2 separate regions of the Zea mays genome follow, and region 1 is linked to region 2. A link is a contact called in public HiChIP or PLAC-seq data. All regions are on one chromosome and are shown on one strand. The core of a region is the stretch at or near the end of the contact, and the rest is flanking DNA. Distances in the headings are between cores, read along the strand shown.

Region 1 (6,277 bases), core at 2,331-4,830, 260 kb before region 2:
TGGTAATACTTTGTGACATACTTGAGACTTAAGATTGTGAGTGTTGGAGACTTATGTTTGTATTCGAACTTGTCTGATGTGGTGATATTTGTGAGATTTATGGTCTTTGTGAGATATGCGGTGTGTATGATGTATGTGATAATTGTATGATGTATATGTGATGATTATGTGATATATCTTTTGTTTGTTTGGATGGAATAATAAAAACAAATAAAAAAGAGGTAGTCTGGTCACTTTGTCGAGTGTTACACTCGACAAAGAGGTTTACAAGTCCCATGACCATAACACTCGGCAAAGAAGGCACACCTAGGACCAGTAAAGTTTCTTTTGCCGAGTGTTGTGGCCGAGGCACTCGGCAAAGAAGCAACCTTTGCCGAGTGCCTCCTAATACACTCGGTAAAGAGACTATCAAAGGGGCCCATTGGTGCTCCTGTTGTCGAGAGCTAGTCCAGTTGGCACTCAGCAAAGGGGCCCACGAGGGCTTCTTTATCGAGCGCTAGTCCAACAGACACTGGCAAAGAGGGAGCCTTTGCCGAGTGTCATGGAGGAGACTCGGCAAAGGCTCCGTCACCGTTACCTAATGCCATGACGACGATTTTTCTTTGCCGAGCACCATGTGGCACTCGACAAAGGAGCCATTGCTGATGTATAGTTTGCCGATACTTCTTAGCTGAAAGTTACACTCGGCAAAAACTTCGCCGAGTGTTTTCGGCAAAACAGCTGTGTAATGACGGTACCTTAGTGCCTATCGTGCCCCCAGAACGACACGACACGGTTAGCACACTATCGTGTCGTGTATAGGGCCACATATAAACTGGTCGTGCTAGCCTGGCCCAGCATAAGACGTTCAAGATGTCGTGCCTACACGGCCTGGTTCGGGTCGTGCCTAATTCGTGGACGGGCTGGGTCGTATCGGGTGGCGCGTTTGGACATGTATAATTATATTACAAGTTTTAGCGTATAAAAATGTCCGTTTCCATTTTCCATCCATACGCGCGCTAGCCCTGTGAGCAAGCACAATGAATCCACCGGTAACACACACACGCACGCACAAGACCAGCTAGCTCTGGTTGGACCTAACACATGCAATAGTGACCAGACCAATCATGGAGTGCCTGGAAATGCAGCGCATGCACCGCAAGGGAAATGGAAAACCTGCACTGCTGGCTGCCGCGGAGCAGAGCAGACAGGGACCCCCTCGGGCCTCGGCTCCATGCTGCATCTGCACTGCGCCAATCCATTGGTTTCGCTGCCCGCCGATGCTGCTGCTGGCTGCTTCCGCCGCCTGGGTCCTAGCTGCTGCCTGGAGCTCCAGGCTCTATGCTCTCCGGTGGGCGGCCGGACCGACCGCCTGCCAGCGACGGCGTGGAGCCGGGACGACGGGAGGAGCGGGAGCCTCGATCCCCTCTCGCGTCGTCGTCCGTCCGGGACTCGACTGAACTGAAAGTCTGAAACCATGTGCGCCACATGTCCCCTGTCGGCGCGGCCAGGAACAGCGGCACGTTACCCAGTGGGAAGGAAATCTGAATGGCCAATGGGTGGGCGCTCTCGGCTCTGCAAGTGTGCAGCACCCAGATTTAGCCCTCTCTCTCTCTCTCTCGCTCTTCGCCAGAGATCAAGACCAAGACCCAGACCCAGACCCAGACCCAGACCAGAGCATTGGTTTCTGTTGAGCCTTAACCAGCTCTGCCTTCTGGTTTCTGACCATGCCCGGCCGGCCAATTTGGTAGCTTTGCCTGCCTGTTACCCGACCTGGCAAGGTGCCAAGTGTGGTGCAATGGCGAAGCAAGCTTTTCCTGGATCTTGAAAATGGTGGCCTAGCTTATAGCTTGGGCATATGGCATGTGATGATGTGAATACATTCGTAAGGAACACTAGTTCCTCGATCGTGTTATTCGGATAGATAACTCAACTCACCAGGGACAGAGAGGAAAACAATTCCTCCCCTGCAATTTCAACACTCGCAATTACAGAAGCAACGACCAGGCTGCTGATCGATAGATAGACAATAGACTGATAGACAAGAAAGAAGAGTGATCTTTGGCTTTGTACAACCACGCATCATGGAGATTCAACTCGACTCTCCACTCCTTTTGCATGTCTTGCTAAACACACACACACACACCCCTACAAGGGGCACAAAAGAAAAAGAACAAAGCGACCACACATCATTCCACGCATGCACAAAGCTTCCCTCTCTCTCTCTCTCTCTCTCTCTCTCTCTCTCTCTCTCTCTCTCTCTCTCTCCTTCCAAGCAAGCAGCTTCATCTTTCGCCTCGCCATGTCTCTGGTTTGCTGCTAGCTGCTGCTCCATTGTTGGCACAGACAATGCTAGGGGAGAAGGTACATAATACTCAACACCACACGCCCACACCCATGCAGGGACGCCTTGGAGAAGAAATAAGACCCCAAAAGAACAAAAGAATTTGCTGGCGCATGCACGCACGCACAGCACAAGCATGCGATAGACGCCTCATCATCAGTTGTTCTTGGCCGAGCCGAGCCCTCTCGCTTCAGACCCTTTCATGATCCTCAGCCTCTTGCAGGTGCTGATGAACATGCTGCAGAGACAAAAGTAGAGGAAAAACCAACGAATCAGATACCGTCGTCCAAATATATATAGACGTACACAATCTCCATGCATATCAAATACTAGTATATATGTTTGGCAAGCACTTATTACCCGAAGGGCACGTCGCCGACGAGCATGAGGTCGCCGTCCTTGTCCTCGTAGGTGACGGCGAAGTCGGAGGGGTTGACGGCGGGCGCGTCGGCGGCGCCGGAGAAGCAGAGGAACATGGCCTCCAGCGCCTCCCGCAGCTCGCGGTAGCCCTTGTACATCTTGAGGTCCACCTTCCTGAGGTAGGGGGCGCCGTCCATGCTCACCTTCACGAACAACCCGCCGGCGGCCGGGGCCTCCTCCGCCAGGGCTGCCGCCGGCTTGTTCTTGGCCGCCGCCTGCTGCTGGAAGCAGCTCTTCCTGTACGACCTCACCGGCGGCCATCCCACCAGCTGAGCCCTGCGCAAGGACGGTGCGTGACGTGAGCCGCTGCATGTGCGCGCCAGGAGTTGCACGCTGCTCTGCTTGCTGCTGCAGACCTGATCTGCGCGCGCGCGTGCGTGCGTGGTGACCGTGAACTAACCGAAGCATCGAATCGCTAACGCTGTAGTCGCTACTCACTTGGCGGCCGGCGGCGGCGCGGCGTCGGCGTCGGCGTCGGTCTCGCAGTCGCGCTTCTTGGGCGCGTCCTCGGGCCCGCTGCTGGCGACGACGTCGCGCTTCTTGCCTCTGGGCGTGGACGGCGGCGGCGGTGCCGCCTTGTGCTGGGGCTCCTCGGCCTCCTCCTTCTCCTCCGTGCCCGGCAGGCCAAGCCTGAGCTCCGTCGCCCTGAGGCTGTCAACGTCGTCGTCGGCCTTGAATCCGTAGCTCGCTGCCGATGCTGCGGCGACCTCCATTGGCGTGTCTTCTTGCTTCTTCCGCACGGCCCGCGTGGGCAATAAAGGCGGTGGTTGCAGCAACCGGCGTCGAGAGGCCGACGAGCTGCGCTGTGCTCTGTCTTGGTCCTTGCTGGTGGTGCCCTTGGCGCTGTGCGTGTGGTTTGGCCGGCGTGATGTTTTATAGAGAGGTGAGGCCTGAGGGAGGGGCGTGTGGGCGTGCGAGGCCCCGCCACCGCCACACACACGTGCCAGAGGTCACAGGCCAGGCCAGAGCCCAGCCATGCGCCGATGGGTGTGCGTGTGGTGCGCGTACAAACCGCTGGGGTGGGTTGCGGAGCAGGGTGCAGCCGTCGGTGGGCCTGCCAGGCCGACCAGGGACAGGCCGGCCCGCCCACCCGCCCCCACACTCCGCCAGTGGCCATCGCGGGCCCCACGGCTTATCCGTCGGGTCACGGGTTAGGCGGCCCATCGCATTCGCATGCGTGTACATACATACTGCCGGGCGGGCGGGTTGTGGACGCACTTCGCAGGCTCCGATCCGATGACCAAAAGCTACATACACTCGGGTCTTGAGGTTCTTTCTGACCGTCTTCTCGACATGGATTTTATTACAGCAATGCAAGGATGAACCCTAAAGCCCGGTCTCTGCCGGGCGCCAAACGAGCGAGTTGAGTATACGGGCCGGCACCCGAATCCATGCACTACTACAAGGATGCCGCTATGGTTGTTACTAACAATTATAAATAGGCAGGCAGGCATGACATGATTAGGACGCATGCGATCATGCATTATTAGAGATATATCGGGGAGCATCTTCGATTCTAATCTGCACATACAATACAATACTATCTATACTCTCTCTCTCTCATCTCCCTCTTCTATGGCCATGCATCATGCATCCATGCACCCCCGTACATACGTTCTTTCTCCTCTTCCCACTAGGCCTTAGCCTGTCCCTTCTTTCTCGAGCCTTCTCGCTTTCTTTAGGTTTGTTGGTTGGCTGGCCAGTGGGGCCTACCTAGGGCAGTAGCCCTAGTGGGGGGGGGGGGGGTGGCTTGTTTATTACCCAGAAAACACGCCTCGCGAAAGCATCGTTAAGCCGCTAACGACAGATATGCCTTGCTTATATAATTTCTATCTCTCTTTGGATACCGCATGCATATATATATATCGGAAAGGATTGTTAATTTTGCACACACAGATAGTGATGTTCCTTTAGCTAACCACTAAATAAAGCTCCTCTTTTTCTTGTTTTGTTTTGTTGTGTGGAACACACACCAGCATGCATGGTCCCCCCCTTCAGGTAAGCTATGATTTTATTTGGTGATGGGATCGATGTCATACTGCGGTGGTCCAGACGCAGAAACCTCTGGAAATTGTCGTCTGATTTGGATTACCTTGTCGTTCATCCTTGCTTTGGATGACTTGCGCTAGATATATGGACCAATTGGGCAGTTCAAATTCATTCCAAATTAACCTTCAGATTATATAGTTTAGATCTTGTGAGCTGTTTTTACTCCCCTCTCCCTATCCTGATCAGTACGTAATAATCCACCACATCGGTTTACTAAAAGATATATGTAATGTTAGATTCTACGGTGTCTAGTATCGATTCCTAAGCTCCTATCCTCAATGACGAGTAGATTTATTCTACTTAGAGGCATAAGGAAACATACATTCATCGTTGTTGTTAACGAGTCCCGCGAGGTGGTGGTGGAGAGGTGTCGTTGTCGTCGGCGTCACCTCCATTTCCCCATGCAGTGGAACAGCGGGTAGCAAGATCCGAGTCGTTTTAGGCAAGTACTAGTATTGGCTTTCCTGCGACCCTTAATCCTTTATACAGTGTTGTGTGACCGGGGGACCAACTAAGGTTAGCGTGGACCCCCAATCAAGGGCCCGATTAAGGAGATGGACAGTTGGGTTAAGCCCAATCCAGTCACTATGACCGGCTGTAGAGGACACATCCAACAATCTCCCCTTTGTTCTCTACATTCCTTATAGTCAACTTTTCTGGATTCCGTCCCTTGACAAGTTTACACATAGAGACCAATGCATGACAATGACCGATTAAGTATCACCGTACTCATTGACTACAACATGCTCCCCTGCTTCAGAAAAAAAAGATACTTTATTAGGTTGCAATCTGTAGCCCCTGTGATTCAAGATCATAGGCACTTCCTTAAACCCATGCCGGTTACGTAATGTGTTAACACGTTGGGTAGAAGGCCTTTCGTGAGCGGACCCACTAGCATCTACTATCTACTGTTATGCTCAACTTTTATGATTTGATCCTGAATCTTCTTCTTAACAACATAACACTAAATGTCAATGAACTTAGCAACGCCACTTGACTTGTTGTTATAGGAGTAAAATACTGATGGCTCATTATCGCAGTAAATTATCAGTAGTCTTTCTATGCTATCAACCGCTCTTAATCCGGGTATGAATTTTTCATCTATATAGCATGCCCATTTGCCGCATACATGGCTACAAACTCAGTGTGCATTGTTGACGATGCATTTGTTGTCTGTTTGCAACTCTTATAAGAAATAACTCCTCCAGATAGTGCAAATACATACCCCGAAGTAGACTTCGGTGTATCTCTACAACATTCTCAATGAGCATCTGCATAGCCAACTATTCGTAGGGAACTAGATCTTCTGTATGTTAGCATGATACCATTTTAGTACCTTGTAGGTATCGTAGGTACCTCAGAGCCTTCTTGTCTGCTTTACAGTGTTCTATGCTTGGGTTGATCTGATATCTCCCAATCATCCGGTAGTAAATTCTAAGTCAGGGCGAATATATATTTTGAGCATACATAATGCTTCCGATAGTA
Region 2 (6,448 bases), core at 2,032-4,531:
TTTCAATCGTCCCTTGTTAATGGTCAATTGGATCTATCATCGAAACACATTACAATCATTAGTGGCATGAGAAATGAGTTGTGCCACTTGCAGTATATGCAACGCTTGAGTTCGTTGGCGGATGGAACTATATGGTTTATTTTAATGTTGCCATTTTTGAGTAACTCGTCGAATATTTTAGCACATTTACCAACATTAAATGTAAACTTAACCTCCTCTTGCCTTTTCTTTTAAAATGACTGCAAGGAGGAACAAGATGAAGACTTGGCCTGCTTTGGCAAACCATTTTAGCAGCACATACTTCTTTTGATTCGTCGTTCAAGCTACTCTGGTCGCATTCTACTACATGGACATTGTGATGAACTGTTTTGCCAGTTCCTTTGCTTTGGCTTTCACAAGCCAAAGCTCTCTGGTGTAACTGTGCTAGTGTAAAAAAACTAAATGTCTTCTAATCTTTCATTTAAATAATAGCGCAATCCATTAAAGGCTAATACTGCTAGTTGTTTCTTCGCCAAATGAATTTGGAAACATCAGTTTCTTATATCCCAGAACCTCCGAATGTAATCATTAACCAATTTATTTTTCCCTTGTCACAGGGCCACTAGGTCTACTAGATCTAACTCATAATCGCCGGAGAAGAAATGATCATGGAATTTCTGTTCTAAATCTTCCCAGAAAAAATAAAATTAAGAGGCAGTGTGGCATACAATACGAATGCAGTTCCTGTTAAAGATAATGAAAATAAAAGAACACGAAACACCACTGTGTCGACCAATTCTCCCAATTGTGTTAAGAGCTGGCCTATGTGCTCGCGTGTGCTCTTACCCTGGTCACCCAAAAACTTCGTGAATTTAGGTATCCTAATTCCGTGTGGGTATGGGTGATAATCAAATCGGCTATCATAAGCCCTCTGATATGACTTCCCCCAGGGATCATGATAACTCTAAGCTTATCTCAAAACGCCTCGACTATCTCTTCCCTCACTATATCAATGGCGACCGGTGGGAGTCCATCGGCTCTCTGGTCCAACATAGGTGTGGTTGTCTAGATATTAGTATGTTGTCTCCCTCCCCTCTGGCTTGGGTTTTGAGGTGCATTAATACTTGCCCTATGCGGCTCATAGGACTAGTCATTCCTTTCCGGCCTTCTAGGAGGGGCCGGAAAGTACTCACTCCCACAGATTTGGGATGTTATATTACTGTGCTGGCACGCTGTAGGATGTGATGGGAGGTTTAGCTGAAACAGATGTGCATTTGGATAATAGTCATCCTCATAAGGTTCTATGTACTCTGCGGTGTGCGCGGACTGCCCGGCCACATGGTCGGACCGTCCGGTAATGTATTCAGACTGCCTGGCGCTATACGCGGACAGTTCGAATGGGGTCGTTTAGGGTTCACGTAGTACGTGGCGACTCGGGTGCAGTTCTCGGCAATTCGTTTCTGGAAATAGTACCGGACGGTTTGCACTCACTTGCGGACGGTCCGGACGTGCGCAGATCAGCGGATTTACCACTGATTTGCATAGGAGGTTGTGGTTGTCCACCTGTAAAGGGGTTGCAGCTGGTCATGACAATCTGCTGCCGATGAATCACGTGTATTTTCCCCTAATTCAACCTCGTGCGAGCGAAAGTTTGCAACGGTGGATTTATCAAATGCACGCACTAGCCTTTTATAATCATTTTTCATACCCCCTGTAATCTGTTGCATCTGGTCTCGCTGCTCATCTATGTAAGCTCTAAGAGATTGGATTTCGTTTGTTTCGCTTACCTTGGGGTAGCCGCAGTAGGTTGAAGCGAAGCCAGATTAGTCGCCCGTTGTCGAACAACCTTGTTGTTCCTGTCCACTCTGAAATTGGCCAGGAACTTTGCTTTTGCTTCCTTTATCAGCTGCTCCTAGTGCTCCTTGAACTCCAGTTGTTCTTCAGCCAGCAAGTTTTGCAAAGTCGGCTCGATGATGTTACTGGGGGAGACGTTAGAGCTATCTTTTGATCCGGCCGTTGAGGGCCAACCTGATAGATCTTCACGTGATGTCTCTAGCGGAGTCACCAAAAAAGTGTGTTGGCGTCGATCCGGGCGTCATTCACTGCGATGAGTACCGACGGCGGTGCTCTCTGCGGAAGCGCGGACAGTCCGCAGCCGAGGGTCGGACGTTCCACGACCTGGCGCAGAGGTTAGGGTTCCTGCCTAACAAGCCGGACGGTTCGCGCCTGGGGGCCGGACGGACCACACGTGCGCAAGGGCGGCGGAGTTCGCCGAACAGCACCTGGATCTCGGTCCCGGTAGGGACCCCGTCGGGGAGGAGAGATCCTAGGGTTTGTCTTTGGATCGGCAGGCCAACCAAGACACCTCTAAACGACGTAGAGCCAGAGAGAGGTGAAAATTAGAGAGAGGAATCTAAGTTACTATCTACTCCTAGGGCAAAATGTAAAAAACTAGAGGTATATTGATTGATTGATTGATTGTTAGTTTTTCAATCGGCCGTACCCCTTTAAATATATAAGGGGGAGGTCTGGATCCGTTTCTAGTCGTTCTCCAACAGCTCTCGCGGGATTAGAGGGCTAAACACGCGAAGAGATAGAAGTTTTAACCGTCTGATTCGATATATTCATGGACCGTCCATGCCTATGAGCGAACCGTCTGGCCGTGATCAGTACCACAAATGCTGCTCAACAATACGTGATGGTCTTACTTACAAAGCCTATGCTTATTGTGATGCGGCGCTAGTAATAAAGGATCTCGGACCGACAAAGGTGATTGTTAAAACGGGTTGCCAAGGATTAGTGGCTCCATGGAATTCTAGAAGTAGTAATTGGTGTGCTATTAAATCAAATCAAGGAACTTGGCCGACAAAGCACACATTTTTCTCTTTGCTTTATGTAAAGGAGGGTAGCAAACATGTGTGTTTCATTACACAAACAACCAAGTTCGCTTTGATTTCAAATTCTGAATATACGTGGTTGCATGATATCCCGAACTTTTTTATGTCTCAATGTATTCAGCATGCAGAACTCTCGTGCTAAGAAATGAATGAAGCAATAAAAAGGCTCTTTTTCCCGGGTGTTTTGGTGGTTTAGTCTGGCTTTGCTTTTTAGATTGTTGTGGTTCGGTGTCCGTGTGAACTCCTGGATCTGGATTCTGGACTGTGGAGTGTTTGGGTCTGTGTTTTGAAACAGAGAGTCGAGACTTTAATTCTGCGAGGGTGGTATGTGCAAAACTGGACGGGCCGTGCATTATCATGAGAGCCTACTATTATTTCTACACACCCACAACCACAACCCTTGTGACATTATTGCCCCCTCTTCCCTTCCCAACCCAACCCATTGCATTTGCAAGCCCTTTTACATTGCAGAGCGCCAGAGCCTCGCTCGCTCTCGGAACAGAGCTAGGCAGCTAACAGACGAAGAAGAAGCAAGCCAAGCAGAATTGAGAGAGAGGCGAGGACGTGGCGACGACGGCAGCCGCGATGGCGACGACGACGGACCTGGGGTTCGAGGCGACGGAGCTCCGCCTGGGCCTGCCCGGCGGGGGAGGTGGAGGGGAGCCGGCGCTGGGCGGCGAGGGGAGGAGCTCTTCCTCCGCCTCCGGCAAGAGGGGCTTCGCCGAGACCATCGACCTGAAGCTGAAGCTGGAGCCAGCGGCCGTCGTGGAGGCGGAGGAGGAGGAGGAGGACCACGGCGTTGCTGTTGCCCTTGAGAAGGAGGAGGAGGCCGGGAAGATGAAGCGGTCCCCGAGCCAGAGCAGCGTCGCCGCCGCCGCCGCCGCCGTGCTGGCTGACCCCGCCGAGAAGCCGCGCGCCGCCAAGTACGTCGTCGTCCTGTCCTGTCTCCTGTCTACTGTCCTAGCTCTAGCTCTGTTCCGTACGTATGTGCATATATGCTTAGCTGTTAATCGTCTCCACTCCATGATGCACATATATGCCCCGCGCGCTTCAAGTCACGAATCTCTCTGCTCCAGTTTATCCGTTTGCTCATAGGTAATAGAGAAAGACAGAGAGGGCCGGGGGGAGAATTAATCCAACCGTGTTAATAACCATGCGATCTTTGTTCATCCAACAACGAAGAACACGATCGAGCACGAACGCACATCTACGTACTCCTACCTATCATCGCAACAACGATCGAGCACCAGCCGCGTGCCAGCTGGTTGAAGACAAGATGCATGAGTTGAGCCCGGATACGATCCACGAACTGCTCGTAGTCGTAGCCAGCCAGCCCAGCAGTCGAGGAGGAGGAGGAGGAAGAGACAGCGGCACGTTACGTGTGGGGGCAGCGGGAGACAGCGGCTAGTGCCGACACGATAAAAGAAAGAAAAGAAACCCCACCACACTGCACGTATAGATCTCTTTCTCTGCCTCTGCCATTTTTTTGTCCACATCAACATCATTTTCCACATCACTCGCCTGTCCGGTTCGTTCATGCATCCGGTCCTGATCGCTCGCTCGCTCGCTGCTCCAGGCCAGGCTTAGAACCGATGGTGACGGCACGGTAGAACAGAGAACTACTGTGTGTGCGTGTGGGGTTATACATCTATCTATCTCTCTCTCTTTTTTATTATTTGGGCCCCTGTTCTGTTTCCCATACTGCCAAAGACTATACTATAGACGCCCATGCACTGCGCCATGGTCGTAAGCTACATTGGGTTCACCGTTCATGGATCGCCATTCTAGATCTGCTGTCCCCCGGCCTAGCTAAGCTAGCCCTCCTCCATATTACTATCGACTTTTTTCTCATAAAAAAACACATTTTGCACATGCCTACGACGTGTATGTTTTGGGCAAGAAATAAAACAAGGTACCACTACCCAGTCCACACAGAGACTACATGCATGAGCAACGAACAAACAAAAAAAAGCAGTAAAGTATATATAGTGTATATACTTATACTATACAACAGCAACGAACCAAAAAAAAAAACAGGACAGCTTAACAATTTGCACGCAATTTGCAGTAAAGTATATAGTATGTATATACTTATAAATCTAATGCTGGATCTGGATGGACGTCTCAGTCTCATCTACCGTGTGTACGTTTTGAGTTTTGACAGAGGGAGGTATATTGTATATACACCTGCAGGGCTCAGGTGGTGGGATGGCCACCGGTCCGGTCGTTCCGGAAGAACATCATGTCCGTGCAGTCCGACAAGGGCGCCGCCGCCGCCAACGGCGACAAGTCCTCGCCGGCGGCAGGCGGCGGTGCCGCGTTCGTGAAGGTGAGCTTGGACGGCGCGCCCTACCTGCGCAAAGTGGACCTCAAGATGTACAGGAGCTACCAGCAGCTGTCCAAGGCGCTCGAGAACATGTTCAGCTCCTTCACCATCGGTACTAAATTTAATTTGACAGCTGCTACTACTACTACCATAATTACTACATCGCGGTAAAAACACAGCGCACTCGATTCTTTTTTAACCTTTCTAATGAAGTACCTACAAAGTACACCAAAGTATATATACTCCTCTTTTTTTTTGGAAACGGAACTGATCTGTTTTTAAATTAAAATGCATGCAAGGTGTTTTATTTTAGTTCGTTCTAATATAATAAGTCAAATCCTGTATGTGTAACACCATGCCTGGAATCAAATTTACAAAATAAATGTACTAACGTTTGGAGAATACGAACATACTATTAGTTAAGATATAGTGTTCAATGGTAGATTAGTTAGATGAAAACGAAATTGCATCATATCGGTATGTACATTTTGTAAACATAAAAAAAACTGGCCAAATGTGAAGAAGCCTGACCTACATGCATGTAGTTTTTAGTTTGCTCATGACACTCATTTTCTTTAAAAAAAAAATGAGTATACTGTACTCACTCCGTTAACAAGAGAATGCAATTCTTGTTTTTCCAAAAAAAAAAGTCTAAACTTTGACTAAATTTGTTTTTAAATATAAGCATTTATAATATAAAATAAGCACCATTAGATTAAGTTATAGAATATGTTTTTATAGTAAATTCATTTGCAGACATAAACTAAATGTTGATCCTATTTAATATAATATAAACTCGGTTAAATTTCAGCTATATTAACCGGCACAAATACTTGTATTTTTGTTTGTGGACGAGGAGGGAGGGACTACTAGTTAAACCACTCATTACCAATGCATGAAGTCGATAATTTTTACGGGCTGAGGATTAATTGGGTAGGTATATATGATTGCATTGGCATTCATTTGCACGCATGCATGCATGTGTGGTGGTGGTCACCATGTGCCAGCGGTGTGGTGCGCTCCATGATTTGCATCCTTGGTAGGTGTCCGCCCTGGCTGGCTGGCATAATGCCCTTGTCTCTGCCAACAACACATCTCCCGATCCTCTACATCATGTAGCAGCTCATGTGTGCACGCTTGACAGATGATGATGATGATGATGATCAGCTACCTAGCTAGCTCCATCATTGTTGCCATGCATGTGGTGTTCTTGGAGCTCCGTGTAAACTAATCCACGTGTGTTCAC

What was found. HiChIP or PLAC-seq counts read pairs in DNA pulled down with a chosen protein or histone mark.
Region 1: a contact with region 2 is called in an H3K4me3 HiChIP or PLAC-seq map of leaf, with 4 times the contacts expected there. The contact joins the promoter of LOC100192924 here to the promoter of LOC100284259 in region 2. A contact is called at or near these places in 12 of 25 Hi-C or Micro-C datasets (bundle sheath, ear, endosperm and 3 more) and 1 of 3 datasets of contacts at active chromatin or transcription factors (leaf).

The regions. Positions count from the first base shown.
Region 1 is chr3:119,455,444-119,461,720 of Zm-B73-REFERENCE-NAM-5.0, reverse strand. LOC100192924 reads right to left here and starts at 3,580. Exons shown (of 3, transcript NM_001138108.1): 1 at 3,182-3,580; 2 at 2,684-3,019; 3 at 1,973-2,561. The coding sequence starts at 3,456. The coding sequence ends at 2,480.
Region 2 is chr3:119,199,841-119,206,288 of Zm-B73-REFERENCE-NAM-5.0, reverse strand. It overlaps LOC100284259, which reads left to right and starts at 3,281. Exons shown (of 5, transcript NM_001371982.1): 1 at 3,281-3,799; 2 at 5,070-5,314. The coding sequence starts at 3,462.